Linked DNA regions of Mus musculus: all the other regions are linked to region 1. Evidence: chromatin contacts called from public promoter capture Hi-C data. All regions are on one chromosome and are shown on one strand. The core of a region is the stretch at or near the end of the contact, and the rest is flanking DNA. Distances in the headings are between cores, read along the strand shown. Region 1 holds the start of Stk4 (serine/threonine kinase 4). Region 2 holds the start of Zswim1 (zinc finger SWIM-type containing 1). Region 3 holds the start of Eppin (epididymal peptidase inhibitor).

The links. Promoter capture Hi-C pulls out the DNA fragments that hold promoters and counts their contacts.
Region 2: a contact with region 1 is called in a promoter capture Hi-C map of neural stem cells. The contact joins the promoter of Zswim1 here to the promoter of Stk4 in region 1. A contact is called at or near these places in 4 of 39 promoter capture datasets (hippocampal neurons, liver, neural stem cells and 1 more) and 3 of 115 datasets of contacts at active chromatin or transcription factors (memory CD8 T cells, pro-B cells and regulatory T cell precursor).
Region 3: a contact with region 1 is called in a promoter capture Hi-C map of second pharyngeal arch cranial neural crest. The contact joins the promoter of Eppin here to the promoter of Stk4 in region 1. A contact is called at or near these places in 6 of 39 promoter capture datasets (the 3T3-L1 cell line, cranial neural crest, frontonasal cranial neural crest and 3 more), 1 of 115 datasets of contacts at active chromatin or transcription factors (astrocytes) and 1 of 9 other capture datasets (adipose tissue).

Annotation. Positions count from the first base shown.
Region 1 is chr2:164,071,146-164,075,973 of GRCm38.p6, reverse strand. Stk4 (serine/threonine kinase 4) reads right to left here and starts at 1,836. Exons shown (of 11, transcript NM_021420.4): 1 at 1,727-1,836. The coding sequence starts at 1,761. Tomm34 (translocase of outer mitochondrial membrane 34) reads left to right here and starts at 4,805. Exons shown (of 7, transcript NM_001291155.1): 1 at 4,805-4,828.
Region 2 is chr2:164,820,114-164,824,941 of GRCm38.p6, reverse strand. It overlaps Zswim1 (zinc finger SWIM-type containing 1), which reads right to left and starts at 2,256. Exons shown (of 2, transcript NM_028028.2): 1 at 1,742-2,256; 2 at 1-260. The coding sequence starts at 112. It overlaps Zswim3 (zinc finger SWIM-type containing 3), which reads right to left. Exons shown (of 2, transcript NM_178375.2): 2 at 2,815-4,828. The coding sequence ends at 3,253. It also overlaps a transcript of Acot8 not described here.
Region 3 is chr2:164,591,275-164,596,102 of GRCm38.p6, reverse strand. Eppin (epididymal peptidase inhibitor) reads left to right here and starts at 2,532. Exons shown (of 4, transcript NM_029325.2): 1 at 2,532-2,677; 2 at 4,308-4,439. The coding sequence starts at 2,587.

The DNA.
Region 1 (4,828 bases), core at 587-3,086:
TGTCTCTGGAGGAGAGAGAGAGAGAGAGAGAGAGAGAGAGAGAGAGAGAGAGAGAGAGAGAACAAAACTATTAGTTAAATGAAGGTTTTGGGGGAAAGGAATGGAAGAATAACTGGCCTAGTGGTTACTGATTCCGTACATACAGGAACAATCTGCTAAGATGCGTATATACAAAGAAAGACCCAATGTAACAGGTAACTTCCAGAGAGACATCAGAGTAAAAAAGCTAAGCGCAAGGATTTTAAGACTAGATCACCAGATGTTAACACCCCAACTGTGCCTCTAACTATGGAGCAGCTAACAAGTGGCCTGCCTCTCTGTGCCCTGGCTTTATCCTCTTTACACTAAGGATACAGGGATATCCTCCTTATATGATAGTTGCGAAGGCTAGCTGCGCCAGTAAGGTGTACCATGTTTACAAGTTCAAAACACCAGCAATTTCCTATGGCTGAACAGGCAAGCTGGAAAGCAATGAAACAGTGCCTGCCGCCCTGCAGCATTCTCTGGCTGTAATTAATAAGTACTCCTTTGAGTGCCTCAGCACACCACACTAAGTCAAACCTGAGCCCATCTCAACAAGCTGTTTGTTTGATTCCATGTTTGTGTACTTCCAACAGACCCTGCCTCCCCTAAGAGTGCTGCCCAGGCTTTCACACACACACACACACACACACACACACACACACACACACACACCACCTCTCCGGTGCCCGGCACTCCCTTACTCTGAACACTTCCTATTTTAGTGCTCATTCTGCTGCAGGAAGTCAAATGTCTTCTCTGTGAAACCCAAGTTTTTAGCTGTGTCTGAGAGAAGCACGACTCCCTCAGGCTCTAGGCTTTTTTTCTCCAGGTGAGACGGGGAGTGGTCCAGCACAACAGCAGTCAGTTCATCTTGACCCAAAACAACTCTAGATACTTCTAGAATCTAGAGCCAAGAGAGTATCGAAACAGAATTTGAACAGGACAAAGTCTGGCTGAGCCTACTGTGTCTAAACTCTATTTATTGGACCTCAGATTACCCACTCCCGGGTTGGTGTTTGTTTGTTTGTTTGTTTGTTCTTTATCAACGTCCCAACTTTGGGTGTTGGAAGGCTGAGGACGATTTGAAAAAAAGTAGGCAGTCACTCATGAACTCAGTAATAAAAGCCATTACCGCCATCACTACTAATACATCATCCTACATGGGGCGGACACCCTGAAGCCCCTTGGAAACTCTAGCCCCCCATAACCCTTTCTCCATTACTAGAACCGTGAAACGTTGGTACTGACACAGTAAGGCAGTTAGGAGCAATGACTTGGGACAGAACCACCAGGACCCAAAATCCCCGCTCCACCCCTTACTTAGCCATGGGACCTCCAATCAATGTTTCTAACGACTTCTGCCTCGAAAGCGAAGCAACAGGGTTAAGTCCTCGCTCACCCGGCCTCAGCATTCGCCCCTACATCCTCGGGTCCCTTCTTGGGGCGCCTTCCCCGGCCTCTGCTGGGGTCTCCCCTAACTTGTCCGCACGTTGCCCAGAGAGTGCTCTCTCTAAGCAAAACCACTTCTGCCCGGGCCAGCGGACGCTCCCTCCTCTCTCGGCAGGTGCTACTGCAGCCCGGTCACCAGCCTCGCGGGTCCCTCTCCTCCCGGCCCGAGCTCGCACGCCGGGGTCTACCCTCAGCAAGCTCGCGCCTTCTCTCCTCACCCAACTCTCTTGCCTCTCAGCCTACGGCCCCTCACCTGCGCGGTGGGTTCCTCAGCTGCACGGTCTCCATGGCGCTGCCGGCAGCCGCCCAGACTGCCTCAATGCTCCATCCTCCCGGAGCCCGCCCCGCGAACCCTCCCACACTTCCGCTTTCCGCCCCTACCGGAAGCGAGAGGAGGCTGGGCGGAGCGGCGGGAGTCACGTGGCACAGTGGCGGGCGGATACAGAAGTCAGAAAGCCGAAGAGGTGCCTCTCGGGCGGCCTCTAGTGGCCCGAGTGTCAGCGACACCCTCTCCTTGACTTGCCTTTGGACTGAATACTTTCAAGCCTGACTCCTTGAGGGTTCTCCAGTTTCTCAGATGGGGAGGCTGTTAGCAAAGCACGGGCTTGATAAGTGAGTTCTTAAAATATATATATATAAATATATATATATATTTATATATATGTATATATATATTTATATATGTGTGTATATATATATTTATATATGTGTGTATATATATATTTATATATGTGTATATATATATATTTATATATATTTATATATATTTATATATATTTATATATATTTATATATATATTTTATATATGTGTGTGTGTGTATATATATATTTATATATATTTATATATATATATTATATATATATATATATATAGAGAGAGAGAGAGAGAGAGAGAGAGAAAGAAAAAGAAGTGAGTTCATATTAGGGCCAAGGGGAAAAGCCCCAAGCCCTCTGTAAACTAGGGCGCAGTCAAGAAACCATCAAAATCTCTGCTCCAAGACTGGAGAGGTTTTATTGTAGATGAGACCAAACAGCATCTGGAAGACTCCTGAGCAGAGAGAAAAAAACAGACTGGCCAAGGCCAGGGCTATATCTTCCGGGCAGAAAAAATTAGCGAAGAGGGAGAAGAGCCGGTCGGGACCTTGCTGTAGCGTAACTGCTGCGGAGGGGAGTGTGCAAGTTGTAATCTGGAACAGCCTGGGAGCATAGTGGAGGAGGTAAGGAGGGCCAGGCTGCTTTGCTACTCATAACAGATATATGTTACTAGGGACCAAGGACCCTGCAGGTTAGCTTGGCTTAAGTCTCCTTTACCAAAGGCAAGGACGATAAAGGAGTGACTCCTTTTGGTAGACAGAAACCAACAGGTTACAGAGGACTACTCGGGTCTGTCCACCAGCAATCCTTTTGTTTACACTTTCAATATTCAACACAAGCCTTCCCTTTTGGGGGAGGAATTGGGGGTTCGCTTTGGACCTGGCACACCCCCAAAAACGGAAAGATCCACTAATTTAGTCCAAAATGACAGTCTAGACTCAGCTCAAGCCGATAGGGTTATTGACAAAAATAAAGCTCAAGGGCTGGAGGGGTGGCTCAGTGGTTAAGAGCACTGACTGCTCTTGAAGAGGTTCTGAGTTCCATTCCCAGCAACCACATGGTGGCTCACAACCTGTAATGGGATCTGATGTCCTCTTCTGGCGTGTGACTGAAGACAGCTGCAGTGTACTCACATACATAAAATCAATAAATCTTTTTAAAAAAATAAAACTCACAGATTTCTGAAGTTCCGTCGCTGAGCCCTCACCGTTCTGTTTTTAGGGGCGTAGTGGGTATATTTTTAGTTTAGGGTTGTTTGTAGGGATTTGTTTGAAGCAGCATCTGTATATTCCCTGACTGGCCTGGAACATGCTATGTAGACCAGGCTGGCCTCAAATTCAGAAACCAACCTGCCTCTACCTCCTAAGTGCCGGGATTAAAGCGTCCACCACCAAGCCCAGCTCCAGTGTTATCCATGTGTATTCACTGTATTCATCTGTATCCATCTGTATTCACCCACTAAATAAGTTTTATGGTCCACAAGATGCCAGGCGCTTTCCAGCTTTCTGGAATCCTGATCCCGACATCTCAGGTTTCAGCTGATTCTCTGCCTCAGAGGCTCTCTGTGGCCTGCTCAGGTTTAACAGCCTCCACAGGGGTATTTCCTATTGTTTGCCTTCCCCAATCTCCAGGTTCTCCCAGCATCCCTCAGTGCCTACCTGCCATGCCATGCCCCCACCCCTGAACTTTAAGCCCAGAGGCTGGGCTGCCCTTCCCCCAGAGGCTCCTCCCTATATAATCCAGACACTTTGGTCTGCCCTTCTTTTCTCTCTATGCATAAGTGCCCTCCTTCTTTCTTTCTTTCTTTCTTTCTTTCTTTCTTTCTTTCTTTCTTTCCCCCTCCCACCCCCCGCCCCCCCCCACCCCCGTCCCCATGGCGACTTCCCTGGCCTCCTCCTTTGGGACCGGTGAACTTGCCCGAAAGCAGCTTCCCAATAAACCTGCCTTTACTATAATCTGGTTTAAATTGGCTCATTTCATCGGCAACGGAGAAATAACCTATCACCTATAACATCATTGTGTTTTCTTGGTTTTGTTTTAAAACAGGAGCTCAGCTATACTGTCCTTGGCCTCCAAAGTGGTGGAACTGCAGACCTCAACTTTGGATTATGTTGCTTCAATTTTTTTTTTAAGTGCATTATATTCTTTTGTGCGTATAAAAAATTTTCATCATTCTCACTCTATCCTATACAGTCCTCGAGGGTGCCTTAGACTTCCACACGTTTGCATCATCCCGCTCTTTGCTTCTTTATAGTATTAAGATCTTGACGAGCCGGGCGTGGTGGCACCCGCCTTTAATCCCAAAACTTGGGAGGCAGAGGCAGGCAGATTTCTGAGTTCGAGGCCAGCATGGTCTACAGAGTGAGTTCCAGGACAGCCAGGACTATACAGAGAAACCCTGTCTCGAAAACAAACAATCTTGACAAAAAGTATGTTTTCTCTTGGTCGTGGATTAATTGCTTCCCAGGTCCAACGGAGGGAAGATAGTCTGCCTCCTTCGGTGATTCAGCTGTCGCTTCAGCACTGGAGTGCCAGCCACCATCTTCAAACTTGTTGACCACGAGTTCCAGACAGAGCTCACGCCAAAGGCCTTGTTTCTCAACGCCCCCGCCTCCGACCCTCTTAGCTCCGCCCTTCCCTGGCCCCGCCCCTGGACAAGGAAGAGCGGCCGGACAGAGCTAAGGGCTTGAGCCCACTCTTCCGGCCGCTTAGCTCCGCCCCGTCTAGCCCCGCCTCGTCTGGCCCCGCCCCTCAGGGCCG
Region 2 (4,828 bases), core at 1,007-3,506, 750 kb before region 1:
TGAAGCAGCTTTGGTAGTTGAAGGCATCTAGCTGAGGAGTCTTGCTAATCTGGTGCAGCATAGGTGGGCTGGAGTCCTTAATGAGTAGACCATTCAGCATCGTGAGGGCCATGGAGTGCTGCTGGCAAGCGTCTAAAGCCCAGGCTAGGATCCTTCCTCTGCAAGATCGACGGCCGTCAGGGAAGCACTACGTTTCTCAAGTGCCACGTAATTTGATGCTTGAAGCTAGACTGTAGTTTTAGGTACGGTTTTGGATGGGCCTAGGGAAAGGAAGAGACACTTAAGAGAGTAGGTACCTGGGTTTTTAACTATCTATCTGGACAATATCTCAACACTTATCAAACACTATATATCTTCCAGGGGCAGATATACAACAAGCACATAAGGACACATTGGTTGATTATAAAAACCATAAAAATGAGAAAGAGGCCAGAGAGCATGCTGCGGAGGGCAAGGCACATGGGCTACAGTGGGACACTGAGGGAGATTTCCCCGGATATGAGGGATAAATAACAAGCCAGCCCAGGAACTAAAAAGGGCAGGAAGTCACATGCAGTGGTGTACCTTTGTGATCTAAGCTACCTAAAATGCTGAGACAGAAGCGTCACCAGGCGTCACTGGATCAGCTCAAGACCAGCACAGGCAATTTAGAGAGAACCTGTCTTAAAAAAACAAAAAACAAAAACAAAACCCCTAACAACCACCACACACTCATGCATGCAAAAATCCCGAACCAACCAAACAAAAGAACTAGGGAATTGGGTGTGGCACCAACACCTGTAATCCCAGCACCTGGGAGGTGGAGGCAGCAGGGTCAGTTCAAGGTCATTCTAGACAATAGGAGATCATAATAGCTCACTGGCAGTATAGAGGATTGAAAACACATGGCCAATCCTAGCACTTGGGAGGCAGAAGCAGGCTGATCTCTGTGAGTTCTAGGCGAGCCAGGGCTGTTACACAGAGTACCCCTCTGTCTCAAAAAACAAAACAAAAAAACCCATATGGCATGTGGACCTTCTTTTTCTACAGAAGGATTCTGCTGTGTAGCTCTGACTTGTCCACAGCAATCCTCTCACCTCAGCTTCCAAGTGCTGCAAATAAGGCATGTGTCAACATTTAATTCTTTTTTAAAAATCATTCTAAATATTTGCATGGCCTTTCTGTTCACAAATTCTTATAATTCTTACCAACTTTTTCTTTGGTCCTGGTATATACCAGGAAAAAAAAACTGCTCAAAATTTGCTGTGAAATATTGAGCAAGCCAATTGCCTTCTCTGAAACTTGATTCCTTTCACTTTATTTATTTTTTTCTTTTGGCTTTTTTCGAGACGGTTTCTCTGTATAGCCCTGGCTGTCCAGGAACTCACTCTGTGGACCTCGAACTCTAAAATCTGCCTGCCTCTGCCTCCCAAGTGCTGGGATTAGAGGCATGCGCCACCACTGGCCGGCAATTCCTTTCACTTTAAGGGGGCTAGCATGTGTGTAACCTCTCCTGCGCCTACACATATCCTGATTGGATGTAATGCTTTATGCAAATGTTTCCCATTTGGCTCCATTCACTGTCCCCATTTCGCCGATGAAAGACTCAGGTTCAAAGACACATGAAAGACTGAGGTAGAAAGCATAGGCTATCTGTCCATCATTACAACAGCTGGAAGCCGAGCTTTGGCTCCAGATCCTGATGGCATCCTATAGAGTCCCAAATTATGGATCAGGAAGGGAAGGCGGCCTCTGACCTCACCTGAACACCGGTGGGGGACGCGGAAGGCTGAGGTTCGTGTTCAAGCCCAGCGGAGCCGAAATCCACCTTCCACTGGTGGAAGCTGAATGCACTAGTCGCTGAGACCCGGCTTCACGCCTCCACGGCCGAGACCATTCGCGCACCGGCAGACGCGGCAGCCATTCCTCCCACTGGGCCCGCCTCCGACTGACTGACGTCCAGCCTCGCCAATCACCACGCCAGCTTCACAATGACTCAGACCAAAGGAGCTCGCTGTGGAACTTGGGAGTTACGGACCAATCCTGGACTGGCAGCTCCTGGACGGGGCTGTTGCCAGGGTTACAGAGGCTCGGCCAGAAATCACCAATGAGAGCTTGTGGAAGGATGTTCAAGCCCGGAACAGGCCGCCCGAGGGCGAAGCCTCCCTTCGGTCTAGGGGGCTGGAAAGGCGGCACCTTTTAAAGGCCAAAATAAAAATAAAAAAGAGCAGTGTTTTATACGGACAACATTTAGTTTGTCGGCTATCGAGCTGTCAAGCTCCGTAGATACAGAATGGTGGAAAAAGGTGCAAATGTAATCCTGCATTCTTTGCCTTGTGGAGAAACTGAGGCTTGTAATTCCGGTTATTCAGGGTCTGAGATAGGATCAAGAATTTGAAGCTAACTCAGGCAACCTAGTAGGACCAAGTCTTAAACAGCTGGGTGTGGTGTCACACGTATTTAATCCTAGCACTGGGGAAGCAGAAGCCAGCCTGGTCTACATCAAGTTCCAGGCTAGGCTTCTCTCGAAAATAAAATTAAAAAGTTTAAATTAGGAATTTGCCCACAGCGTCCCAGCAAGTGGCTTGCAGTAAAATCTAGGATTTAGGTCGGTCTTTCCTCCTGGTCCCTGACAGGACAGAATGAACAAGACAAGCTACCATCTGTGTTGTAGGATAGGTTGGTAGGAAGAGGGCAGAGTATGGGGGTGCATTACTAACCCTCTGAATGTCAAGTACCCCATTAGACAACATTCATGGTTCCTTTAAAATGACAACGTTTTGAGGCCGCTAGTCTGGGCTACATGAGGCCCCGTCTCAAAAAACACAAACGTGAAACAAAACAAAAACCGACTTTATTAGTGTGAATAAAAATACGTAACAGGTATTTTCTAAAGAGCAGCAACAGTTGACAATCAAGGGCTACCCTCCTCCCCCTCTGTCTCTGGACACAAAGCTCCTTTCCGGGCCCATTGTGTTTATCCTAACCTGGGCAAGGGTTCGTCTGTGTAGGCTGGGAAGAAAGGAGCATGCCCTTTCATATGGAATAACTTTGGCTTTGAACAATGAACAAGGTGTCTACAGAACGCCAAAGGTAGGGCTGAAATGAGGCAGGGTCAAAGGATTGTCACAGTGGAGTCCCTCTCCCCCGAGTTTTAAGATCTTCTTAGCCCTTACCTAGGAAGACACTGATAAAAATACTGACCTACAGTCTGACCCACCACTTTGAACTGTCCCAAGGTGGTTCTGAGATGGGTTCACTAGTACAAACACTTCAATCATGAACCATGGCTTCAGCAAGAGGGGGGCTGTCTGCTTCCTCTAGCTTTCCCCAGAGGAAAGGGAGGCAGCCCACGTCTCTGAAGTCAACTGGCTGCTGACTGGACTCAGGCAGCTGATAGGGGTCTGCCCAGATGTCCACAATCTTGCGCAGGGTGGAGCAGCGCTCCTCCAGCTCTGGCCCCTCGGTCTGCATCAGCAGGTTTGCCAGCTCCCTGCTTAGGTCCCGAATCATGTGGTTCTGACCTTGCTTTTCAGGCTGATCTGTGTTTGGGATGATTCCACGGTCTTGCAGCTCCCCATTGGGGTCAAGGAGGTGCTGGTATTTCTTCTGCCACCGGCAGCACACCATGGCTTCCCCTACTGGCTGCTGGCTGGTATGCAACAGAGCCAAAATGTGGCGGCATGGCAGATGGTAGCACTGTTGAAAGGAGCAGCTGCAGCTACAGCCATCTTTGCTCACCTGGTGTGAGTTCTCTAGCAGCTGAACAGCCACTGAGGAGCCGGCCTCGTCTACCAGGTGGGTGGAATTCTGTACCACCTCCCACTCATTATGACACAACTTGTAGGCTAGTTCAGAGCCACTCTGGTGCAAGATGTCTAGCATGCCAGCCTTGGAGGACTGATCCTGGGGCTGTGGCAACTGAGACTGTGCTGAGTCTGCCTTTGTCTCTTCTACCTCTTCCACAGGGAGCCTGGTGTCACCCCCACCACAAATTCTAAAAGGCTTCTTGGGCCTTGGAGGCGTGCTTGGGAGCCGAGTTCTCCTTAACTTGGGAGCATTTGTGGGCAAGCTCTTCAGACCTTTGGTATTAAAGAAGTCTATGTAATCCACAAAGTGAAGGATGCAGTCCAGCAGAGACCGCTGTTCCCGAAAGAGGCTTGACACCTTGCTGGTGACTATGTCTAGGCTGTCCATGTAGGTGTTACATGCATGCAGGCCCTTCCTCACATGTATGTACCACAGCAGTTCACAGGAGAACCAATGGGCCTGGAGGAAACTGAAGAGTTCCTCATCTAGTAGGACTTGGGACATCTCACAGAGATTTTTTAGGCTTGCATCAGAAGAGACAAACACAGCTTCCCGCAGAGCTTCTTTCATGAGCCTTTTAAAAGACGCATTTACTGAACTCTGGTGTAACTTCTTCTCCAAGAGACGAGTGGTGTGGTAGATAGAGAGGAGAGTGCGGGCAGAGGGGAAGATCTCCTGTAAGATCGCTCGGTGAGGGAATGAAGGGTCCACAAAGACCATCTTGACCTTGGGCCAATCAGAGTTGAATTCTGTAAAGATATTGAGCATCTTGGCCACAGAAGGCGCTGTCTCAGCCTTGAGCACAGCGAAGTGCACCACTCGACTCTCTCGCTCCTTGTTCTCCACCAAGAAAGCATACAGAATATGGCCCTGGCTGTTTTCCACCCGGTGCAGCAAGAGTGTCTCTGGGAATCGGGCGAACAGGTCACTCATCTTGCTGCTCTGGAAGCTGAGTCGGTCTAGGTCTTGGCTGGTGCCCACACTGAAGGAGGCCATTGAGCCCTCGTCCACGGTAAGAAAGTTCTTCATCACTTTTGCT
Region 3 (4,828 bases), core at 1,283-3,782, 520 kb before region 1:
TTATTCTACGGGAGGGGGTGAAATTACCTGTTTCAATTTAAGAGGTCTATGAAATCATTATCAGGGATTATGAAATCATCAATTTGAAGTATACAGCATTACCACATAAGAATACATCTTCATGTTGACCTGCAGGAAATTTGACCAATAGGGTGGTGGGCTGGTGCCCAGGAATCGCTAGGCTATGTAACAGTGGCAGGAAAGGTATATCAGCATCGAGAAGCAATCCTGAGATGAAGTCTCTGGGGACTTTGCCTCCAGAGCACACCCATCGAACCCATGCCAAATGGCGGGGCATCTCCAGAAAATTCACTTGTTTGCCGTAGCCTTTCCTTGTCCTATTAACTTTGTGTAATATTAATTACAATATATAATTTCACATCTTCCAAATACCCCCATGCTCCTCTGCTCTTTTGACCCACCCAGTATCTTCCCAACCATCACTCGACTAGCCACACCCCTGTGTGTCTACTTTTATACCTCCCAGTCATCCTACCTGCCTTGCTCAAACAGAGAGATAGACTGAGAGTTTATCTTAACCCTGTCCTGCTTTAAGGACCAGTTGCTAGACAGTGACCTGCTGGATGGCTCTCAGAGCCTGTCTGGGAGAGCAGATGTCCAAGTTAGCAATGCAGTCAGATGCACTAGGAGCAATGCTGGGAGCCATCCACACAACAGGGCCTGGTCTGATGGAGAAGCATGAGTTGCCACCTACAGGTCAGTGTGTTCTGGTTCTTCCTAAGTCACTCATTCTGAGCAGATTTCTCCTAGAACGAAGGTATACGAAGGCTACGACCTTCTGTAAAAGAAAGAAGAAAAGGAAGGCAAGGACCGGCTGAGTGTGTCCTAACCAGTTTGTTCCATGAATTAAGTGTTAGAAGGAGTCCAAACCCAAGATACATCCTAGGCCCCAAAGACATGCATTTCATGTCAGCTGCTTGGAAAATGACATGCACGTGTACTGACATGCAACTCAGACAGGTCAAATAGAATGTGGTAAAATAACCTGGACATGTTAGCATCTTTTTTATCCCCTGAGAGAGTTTAAGGAAGAAGGCAGATTTAGCCTTCAGGGGTCATCAGGAAGTGTTTTAACCGTAGTCCTTCAGCCTGTCTCTACTGACATGGGCTACTTTTGTTTCCCTTCGGACTAGGGTTACAATTCTTTCCTTCAAGTCTACAATAAATTAGATCCTCATCACCAGCCAGTGGCCTGAGGTGGAGACTCACAGACTCGGTGCCCTGGAATCCTGTCTCGCACATTCACTGGCTGGGTGATACTTGTTAGAATCCTTTCTGCTCTGGGTCACATAATCCTGCTGCAAGATAAAATACCCCAGGGTCTTTCAGATTAGAAACACCAAGTTTTCGCCTGCTGGCTGTCTTTGAGAGAATACAGAAGTCCAAGAAGATCAGGTTGTCTAGTAGAAATTCTATTTCTAAGACCTGAGCTGTAGGTCCATGGGAGAGTGTCTCCCAGCCTATGCAGATCTGGGCTTAATCCCCAGCAAAATCATTTTAGCATTTTTGAGAAATAATCCTTAAGTGACATTGCAAATCTGCTGATATGGGATTTCCATGGGGGTTCTGCCTCTGATCCCGATGATGAGGCTGTGTGCTTAGCTATCACATAAAACAAGTTGAGAACAATGACCTGCACAATATGTTACCAGCACAGGGAAAGAAAGTAGAATCTGGCTGTTAATATTTTCCCTTTCGCAGAGAGCTTCTCTGCCTTCTAGCCCAGTGTTCAGCAGCTGGTACTGGAGATGCACAACTAGGAGGGGGCTGCTCACGTGTGCACCCTTCTTCTGACAGCACACTTAGTATCCAGCAGCTCTACAGTGTTGTCCTTGATTCAGCTGTAGTCTCTCAGACCCGTGTCTTTATTTCAGTGTCTTCTCAGGCAACACTCTGTCATGTGGTGGAGGCTCCCTGCGCTCTGCAACATTCAACAACACTGTGACAAATGCTATCTAAAGACTCTGTTATCCACCTGGTTTCTCCCCAGTCCTGTGCTCTCTTTGGCAACTCTTTACTCTTTGGCCTTCATTTAAAAAAAAAAGTGTCCCTGAGAGATGATAAATGGGAAAACGGTGGGAAGAAACTGTGGGAGAGGGAGAAGGGAACACAGAGACCTTGGACCTACCATGGGAATAAACATGAAGAGATATTAAGACAATAGAGAGTGTGCTTAACGGAGTGAGTGTTTTAAAAGTGGTAAATTAATGGTAAAGAGGGCATGCCACATTAACTTTGAGTTATCAAGATGAAGGCCCAAGAGGACAGCATTGACCCTCAGTGCAGCATGGATGGTGTAGAGTACACTTTGGGCACTACCCTGGTTGACCAGAATGCTAGCCCTATGCAGTCCAAGCAGAAAGGCTTTCTCCATAGATGTGGGCTGTGAATGTCATTAGCTCCACTTATGATCTCGAGAACTTGGTGTTCCCAGCAAGATAGTAGGTGACTGGCTTTTCTCCAGCTCTTACAGCCAAGGTACAGCCTACTGAGAGAATCGGATGGGCGAAGGCAGCAGACATTTCCATGTTCTAGAACTACCAGCCAGGCCAGCCCCTCGCCAGAATGAAGCTTTCTGGATTTGTGAGCATTCTTGTGCTATTTGGCCTGCTTGCAAGAGTCCAGGGACCTAGTCTAGCTGACTTGCTGTTTCCCAGTAAGTACTGTTTTTTTCTAGTGTTGTCTGGGAGAAAGGGAAGTTTACTGGAAGGAAGAGACAAAGAACAATTCCTCAGGTGTGGGTCACCTTTCTACAGCTCCTTCCTGGGTGTGGCTCAGGAGAGGAGAGAGATACTTATAAGGTCTCTTAGTGTTACAACGACCTCTGTGTTGATACAGGGACAGGGGTCTGGGGAAACACCTTCAAAGTCCCTTTAAAAAGGGGAGGTGAGGAAGGGTTATGGTTCCAACATTAATGGGAAGACCTTTCACCTCTTAAAGAAGTAGACAGACATATTTGTCTGGGGGCTCTGGGGTCAGAGTTGGTGGGTTGTACAGAGTTGGTAGCCTGGTGATCTTGAGCAAAATATTTAATTTCCACGTGTCCTCTCTGGAACTTGATTTCTTCATTTTAAACGAATTTTGGCCCTACAGCTTTGTGGTGAAGAAACAGGACAGAGTAAAGCTTCCCCCCACGGTGACCGCTCTGCAGGTATTAGCTAACATTTGCTTGTGTTCACTATCTCATTTAATCCTCACAAGAACTCTACGAGAGGAAGTCCTATCAACACTCCTGTTTTATTCTTTTAATTTAAAATTTTGGAATTTTAAACATTAAAATATAATTTTCCCCTTCCTTTTCTTCCTTCCAATTCCTTTTACATACCTGCTCCCACTCCGTCTGAAACTACGGCCTCTTTTTCTTTAATTGTTGCTGTTATCTGTGTGTGTGTGTGTGTGTGTGTGTGTGTGTGTGAGAGAGAGAGAGAGAGAGAGAGAGAGAGAGCCTAAATAAATACAGCCTGCTGTGTCTGTTTATTATTTTCTGTATGTATATGATTTCAGGGCTGACCATTTGGTATTGGATAAGCAATTAAATTAGGGGGGTCTTCCCTGGGAAAGACTATTTCTCCTGAACTTAGCACCCCTTAGTTGTATATAGCTCTTTGTCCGTAAACTTCCCTCTTTGAAACTAGAAGACACAGAATTTAAAGAATGTGCCCACCATCACAAGGCTACCAGCATTCAACCAACTAAAGATTTTTCTACGATAACACCTGTATTAACCCGTTGAAAATTGTATACAATGTATTTAGGATCCTGTTTCTCCTCCACAACACACACACTCCCGGCAGAGTTAGGATTCCAAAACCCAGCTGCAGGTGGGGGAGGAATCACTGTGCAATGTTGCCCTCTAGAGGAAAACAGCAACACGACATAACTGAATAGCTAGAACAAAGGAAACAGAGGCTGTAGTGGAAAGGGTCTACTCCCAAGGAGGCATTCCCAGGGTCTGGAGAGTGTCTGGATTGTTAGGAGATGGATGGAGTGCCCAGGATGTCTAGTACATGAGGCCAAGGTGGCTGTTAAAGGTTCCACAAAGCACAGGGCAGCTCCCATGGCCAACAGGTGATTGTCACCAGTGTTGAAAAGTTCTGCCCCAGCAGCTGGGGGGTAGCAGGGATGGAGGGAAGAAGGTATGGAGGAGTGTTGAAGAGGTTAGAGTGGGTAGTGATGGAAACGGGAGCAAAGAAAAGGCTTCCTTCACCGTGAGCAAATTTGAACATGAGCTTCCCTGCACTCTCAAATCCGAAGGCCCAGAGGCTGAAGGACTGTTTCTTTCCTAGGGAGATGCCCCAGATTCAGAGAGGAGTGTGAACACCAAGAGAGGGACCTTTGTACCAGGGACAGGGACTGCCCGAAGAAAGAGAAGTGCTGTGTCTTCAACTGTGGAAAGAAATGCTTAAACCCCCAACAAGGTAATAATACCAAGGGCTTTGGAATACCACAAGCCTTTTACCATGCCTCCTCTTCTGCCCACCTGGGCTGCCAGTGCCCCATGGGTCACTGGGGGTGGGGGTGGGTGCTGGGTAAGATTGCTGCCTTCGGGGTCCTGTGGGATAGATCCATTACAGATTCTGGTGAGGTTGTGGCAGTGATGTTCTTATCCCAGCAGCTAATTATGAGCCTCAGTTTCCCCCAAATAAATGTTGGGTGCATGGGTAGGATTGAGTCAGACTGTTTCTTGACTTTTTCACTGCCACGATTTTCTGAGTCCCACAAGTGGCCATTGTTGTGCTAACAAATGCTCCCATTATCGGTGACAAGCGAGGTGATTTATCCTCCCAGGCTTCTGGTGGCTCAGCAA